2 separate regions of the Mus musculus genome follow, and region 2 is linked to region 1. The links are chromatin contacts, called in public Hi-C maps. All regions are on one chromosome and are shown on one strand. Each heading gives the region's core, a stretch centred on a gene start, on an enhancer-like site or on the middle of the called end of the contact. The rest is flanking DNA. Distances are from core to core; before and after follow the strand shown. Region 1 has its middle 110 kb from the start of Gm36372. Region 2 has its middle 82 kb from the start of Lpin1.

Region 1 (3,027 bases), core at 376-2,875:
ATGCATTCAAATATGCACTAGGTAAGTGAAAAAAGCAATCACTCTTCCAAGGAAACAGACTAAAGCTTTCCTAAAATACTTTTGTAACAGTAAGTTCTGTGAGGATCTAGTACAATACATTTCAATACTTGAGATATGAGTCCTATCAGTCAAATTAGATAGCTCTTTGATTGTACATACTAAAATCAAAAATAGCCCCAAACTGCAAGCTTATATGCTCCCTCATCAGAGTGCCCAGAAGAAAAGCAAGCAGTTCCCCGCTGAGAGGGTTGGCTGGGCAGGCATATCCAAGGCAGGTTTGTTGGTATGTGTCAAATGCTGAGAATAGCTGTAATCACCATCCGCAGAGTAATGAGCATGTAGACAGTATCACCAAGCAATGGCAACACGGGAAGATAGACACCCACCAATGTATGCATGATGTGGGTAAATCTAGGAAAGTGGATTTTCAAAAGAAGGGGCTAGGCTCAAAAATTATACACTGCAATTAAAATCTAGGGTGGGGAGATGGTTCAGTGGCCAAAGCACCCGAACAAATAAGATGGCAGTAGTTCTGGTCTCAAGTAAAGTTGGACATGATAGTGTGAGCATATACGGGGAGGTGGGAAGTGAGCACAGAAGAGCTCCTGAAAACTTATGGGCAGGTCTGGGGTATACAGCTGTGATCATCCAATGAGACCCTATTTTACGTAAGGTGGAAAACGGGGACTGCTAAAGGAACCCTCTCTCTCTCTCTCTCTCTCTCTCTCTCTCTCCCTCCCTCTCTCTCTCTCTCTCTCTCTCTCTCTCTCTGTCTCTCTCTCTCTCACACACACATACACACACACATAAACACACACATATACACACACACAGGCATCTACACATGCACTTACACTTGCAAACGCACATATCATATTGTGGTGCATGTATACCCACACACACAGAGAGACACAAGAAAAGTCTATCTAAAGTTGGTAGTAATCAAAATGAGGTTATTCTGTGATAAAATATGACGAAGTAACAGAAAAGATTTAAAAAATTATTTTCTATCTTATGCTATGTGATAACTTGAAACATCCATACATTTTAACAGATTGACAAATATAAGTGATCTTTAAGTATTTAATGTACGTGTGCTATGCACCAATTCAAAAATTAAAATTTGTTTATCTTACAAAGTTGGAAGCAATGACAAACCGCAAGAAAAATAAATTTCCATGTTTCTAACATGATCTTGGATTTGGGATGCTTAAAATAAAAGCCCTTGTGATTGATATATGTCCAATAATTGGTGAGATTAAGGGAAAAGGAGATTTGAATTTTGACCACAAAGAAAGGTTGTTTAGAAACCTGAAGAGCAGCGCATACACTGGAGCCCTGGCATGGAAAATTTCACAACGATTAGCTTCTTCAGAGCATGCTAACAGATTTCGGGGCAATGGGAATCATTTTTAAAATGTGAGGTTGCCCAACAGGCCCAATTCAGTGAGCCATTTACATAATTAATGTTTTACTCTGGAAATACACAGAGAAACTGGCACTCTGTTCTCTCTGAAAATGGGATCCAGCGGGTTCCAAAGGAAGCCAGAAAAATCTGGCTTGGGTGTACACATCAATATCTAATCCCAGATCAAGGGCAGGGCATTAGTAAGTACTCATCTTCCCTGTCAGCAGCAGCAGTATAGCTTGTGGGGATGCAGACCTGGCTTCCCTTATTACCATCGCTCACACCATCTTCAAGTATACCCAGACAGAATGCCTATGGGACATACACTAGTGATTAAAAATGTCTTATTCATCACTGTGAATGTCAGCCTTTCAGTTGAGACCAAGAAGCCCTGAATTCACAGGGGAAAGACGACACTGACATCCTCAGCTGGTAGTGGGCTGTTATGTCAATTCATTATTGTGGCACCTTGACCTCTGGGTGATGACTGACAGTACAGCTTTGGGATACTTATCTGGTAGGAACAAGCTAGACACTATTAAACCCTGCTTTAAATCATCTCTATGCAATATCTCACTCCTTTTGATGGCCACAGAAGACCAGGACGGAGCACTTGGGCAAGCCACAGAGGCAGGAGATACTTTACATAGACAGGGTCAGCAATTTAGTGATGTTGGAGTACCTGGCTCTAGTCTGGCACTGTTCTATCACTGGTTGTACTGTGGAGTACCATGCTACAACCTGTATCAGGACGGAAGGATTGACCATTTCAACTGCTTCTCTGAGTTAAAGATATTATGGATCCTTATCTCACAACTATAAAACCCTGATAAGAATGCAGGGTTGGTAGGAGAAAATGTAACTGATGATAGGAAACTTAACTAAGCAAATGAAGAAAGGCTGTACACTGATTACTTCTGTTGATGTATCTCTATTCCATCAGGATTTGGGATTTGGTCATAAAAAGAAAAAAATCTTCTATCTCCTTGAGTTTGGAAATCATGGTTAGGACTGGCCAGCTACAGAAACCAGTTCCTGTGGATGTCATGCATTGGTTGGCAGTAAGAATGAATAAACATGCACGTATTAAGGACAGAGTTGTAAGCTCACTACCATAGATCTGACCGTGCCATGCTTGTGCTAGTTAGCAGAGGTGGCCAGAAGGCAGGATTGAAGGATAGATCCAATCCCTCTCTGAAATGCTACAGATGATGGCAGCCCTATCTGAGAGGAAGATCTATGGCAGAGTCAGGTTTGGGTGATGCAATATGAGTTTGTGCTTAGGTGTGTTGAATTTCAGAAGCCTAGACAAAGCACTCAAAGACAAAGCAATCCTCCTCAAATAAGACCTTCAGAGTCCTGGACAACAGGAATCTTGCAACACTATGCACCCAAGAAAGGACAGGAAAAAGAAAGAAATCAAAGGTAGATTAAAATCAAGTAAGACAAAGTGGCCATAGACAATTATATTCTCGGGATAGAATCTAGTACACTTTTAACACTGTAACAAACTTATTTTATGGTTTTAAAAAAATACTGAAGAAAGTAAGTGGATGCATGTGTCCCCTGTGGCCTGCCTTGGTCTACAGTCTCCAAGT
Region 2 (3,027 bases), core at 301-2,800, 160 kb after region 1:
GTGGGGAGAGGGAACTTATAGAAAGACTGAGCATCAGTGGAGGGATGGGATTGCCATCTCACAGTCAAAAACTCTGACCCAGAATTGTTCCTGTCTGAAAGAACTGCAGGCACAAAAATGGAGAAGAGACTGAGGAAAAGGAGGTTCAGTGACCTGCCCAAATTAGAATCCAGCTCAAGGGGAAACTCCAAAGCCCGACACTATTACTGATGCTATGTCATAATAATGTGCTTACAGACAGCAGCCTAGCATGGCTGTCCTCCGAGAAACCCAACAAGCAGCTGAAAGAGTCAGATGCAGATACTTACACCCAACCAATGGACAGAAACTGAGGACCCCTGTGGTTGAATTAGGGAAAAGCTGGAAGAAGCTGAGGAGGAAGGCGACCCTATAGGGAGACCAGCAGTCTCACCTAACCTTGTCCCCATGATCTCTCAGATACTAAACCACCAACCAGGCAGCATACACCAACTGATATAAGGCCCCCAACACATATACAGCACAGGAAGCACAGGACTGCCTGGTCTGGCCTCAATGAGAGAAGATGCATCTAACCCCCAAGAGACTTGAGGCCCCAGGGAGTGGGGAGGCCTAGCAGGGTGCGGATGGGTGGGGTGGAGACCTCCTCTTGGAGATGGGGGAGGAGGAATTGGATGAGGAACAGTCAGAGAGCAAACTGGGAGGGAGATAGCGACTGGACTATTAAAAGATTAATAATAATAATAATTTAAACAAAAAATAATAATAATGTTGTGGCTGGGGGGTCATCACATGAGAAACTGTGTTAAAGGGCCACAGCTTTAGGAAGGTTGAGAACCACTGTGTTTGGGGTGGAAGAGTGGGACACTTACACAGCTTGTCAGAGCCATCAATGAGGAAGATACAAACTACCACATGGTATTCAAGCCATTGAGGTCTGTGACAATTAACCAAAGCAAGACTGCAAATGAACAAAGGAGAGCTATAGCTACCCAGTTCTGGGTCAGGCTGATGCTCATTGTAGGAACAAAAAACAAAAACCCTCAGGTGTGAATGCTGTGTCATTTCTTGCTGGCTTCACAGCTACACAACACGAGGCCTTTGCTGTTCAGCCCCATGTCAGCTAATAGGGGCCCTGGAGGCAGTTTGCCCTGCTCAGCTAGAGGGAAAATCATCACACAGAAAAATCAGCTCCACCTGTCAGTTGTGGTTCCAAAGACAGGCAGCCCTTCCCTTCCCCTCTGCTAAGCGGCAAAGCCTCTCTAGTTGACATTTTTTTTGAGAGATGGATTGAGACTGACATTCTAAGCATGAGAGCAGGGGAAGTTACAGACCAAAAAATAATAATGATAAAGCAGACTCAGCCCTGGAAAAACACAAAGCACCATATGTCTACAAATAAATTAACAAGCCGGCGCTGGGAGACGTCTCAGTCAGTGAAGTGCCTGACTGCAAGTGTGGAGACAGGAACTCCAAAGGAACTCCAAAGGCACCGCGGAGGCAGGAGGATCCCCGGGGCTCACTGGTCAGCCAGTCTAGGGGAAGTAATAAGACTCATAGTTCAGTGAGCAACGATGTCTCGAGAAGTCAAGCAGAGAGGAGCAGCGGAAAACCCCAATGGCATCTATGTGCACAATATACTCACCTCTATAGACATATATACTCACTCCACCTGGACAGCACAGAAGAGCTGACCCTAGCAGTGGGGGCGCAGGTGAGCCAGCCTGAGGGGGGGGGGGAGCGTGGAAAAGCTGGCCCTGCCACTCATCTGTCTGCCACGAGGTGGTGTGTGTGCAAGGGTGACACTCCATGACGGCCCCTCACTACCTGCAGCAGTCAGGAGAGCTGGCCCTGTTCTTCCCAGGCTGAAGCACTTGGGAGACCAAGACCCTGCACCTGACAAGCAGGGCTCGTTGCATCCTTATTAGCTACCGCTGTGGAACTTACCCATTTACTTAAAACTGAGTGTCAGGGATGCCCAGAGGGCCACCTCAATGACAAACCTCTTTCTACCCCACTCTCCATTGGGAAGCATCATGAAGCAGTATAGCTTGTCTTTCTTCCTGAGGAGCAGGGCCCATAACTCCTCCCAGGACAGCCACTCCTGGAATGGCTCTTCACAAGGAACCCAGTACAACCTGGAAGGAGCTGCAACCCTCGGGGTTGATGGACTCACATTACCTGATGGTTACAAGTGCCCTCTAGAAACCAAGACTTCCAGAACCGTGAGACTTAACACTTTAGGGATCAGGAAAGCCCAATATGGTTGCTGAATGACAAGGAGCAGGCCACTCTTATGTCACCTTTTAGCTCCAGGCTTCATAGATCTACAGTGTGTCTCACCTGGGAATTTCTGTGTCTGTTTTCTTACCCCCCTACTCCACCTTTGGCCAGAGGCTCCTGGAGGACAAAGTCCATTTTTGCATGTTTCTGTGTATATACTAAGAGAAGTCCTATTGTCTGGCATAGAGGATGGGGGATGGGTGGAAGGAAATGTCACTTTCTTATGTATGGCTGTGATGTGTGTTTATTTGTACACAGGCACACATGTGTGCATTGCGTGTGCATGTGCATTTACATGTGCAACCTCGGGTATCATTTCTCAGATACTCTCTCCCCTTGTTTGTTTTGGGGATTTTTTGGTTGTTTAGTTGTTTGGGGGTTTTGTTGTGTTTTGTTTTGTTTTGTTTTGTTTTGTTTTGAGACAGGGTAGTTCACTGGAACTTGCCAAGTAGGTTAGACTAGTTAGACAATGAACCCCAGTGAGACAGAACCTTTTTCTGCCACCCCAATGCTGGTATTAGAAGCAAGAGCCACCAAGCCCTGCTTCTTTTCCCATGAGTTCTGGGGGTAAAATATAGTTCCTTGTGCTTATAAGACAAGCACTTTACTGGCTAATCTGTCTCTAAGTCTTAAAGATACTTTCTTATGCCATGGCTAACACATTTTTGGAACATCTGCCCTATTTTTTAAATACCAACTACAGTCCTGATACTGAATACTGAGTCAATAGGTCAGAGTGTCCCATTGGGACCAGCACAGGATACC

Evidence for each region. A called contact is a pair of places that touch in the nucleus more often than the background predicts.
Region 2: a Hi-C map of rod photoreceptor shows a contact between it and region 1, with 3 times the contacts expected there. The contact joins two enhancer-like sites. A contact is called at or near these places in 1 of 39 promoter capture datasets (embryonic stem cells), 3 of 15 datasets of contacts at CTCF or cohesin (embryonic stem cells, large pre-B cells and pro-B cells), 54 of 484 Hi-C or Micro-C datasets (the AtT-20 cell line, B cells, the HL-1 cell line and 15 more) and 6 of 115 datasets of contacts at active chromatin or transcription factors (embryonic stem cells, large pre-B cells and vascular smooth muscle cells).

The regions. Positions count from the first base shown.
Region 1 is chr12:16,345,831-16,348,857 of GRCm38.p6, forward strand. No RefSeq gene overlaps it. Among named protein-coding and RNA genes, the nearest start is that of Gm36372, 110 kb to the left of the region's middle. Within about 2 kb of position 1,626, at least 2 of the 459 cell types and tissues checked have an H3K27ac peak or open chromatin away from gene starts, as enhancers often do. A contact at or near this core is called in rod photoreceptor, where this site is marked.
Region 2 is chr12:16,505,846-16,508,872 of GRCm38.p6, forward strand. No RefSeq gene overlaps it. Among named protein-coding and RNA genes, the nearest start is that of Lpin1, 82 kb to the right of the region's middle. Within about 2 kb of position 1,551, at least 11 of the 459 cell types and tissues checked have an H3K27ac peak or open chromatin away from gene starts, as enhancers often do. A contact at or near this core is called in rod photoreceptor, where this site is marked.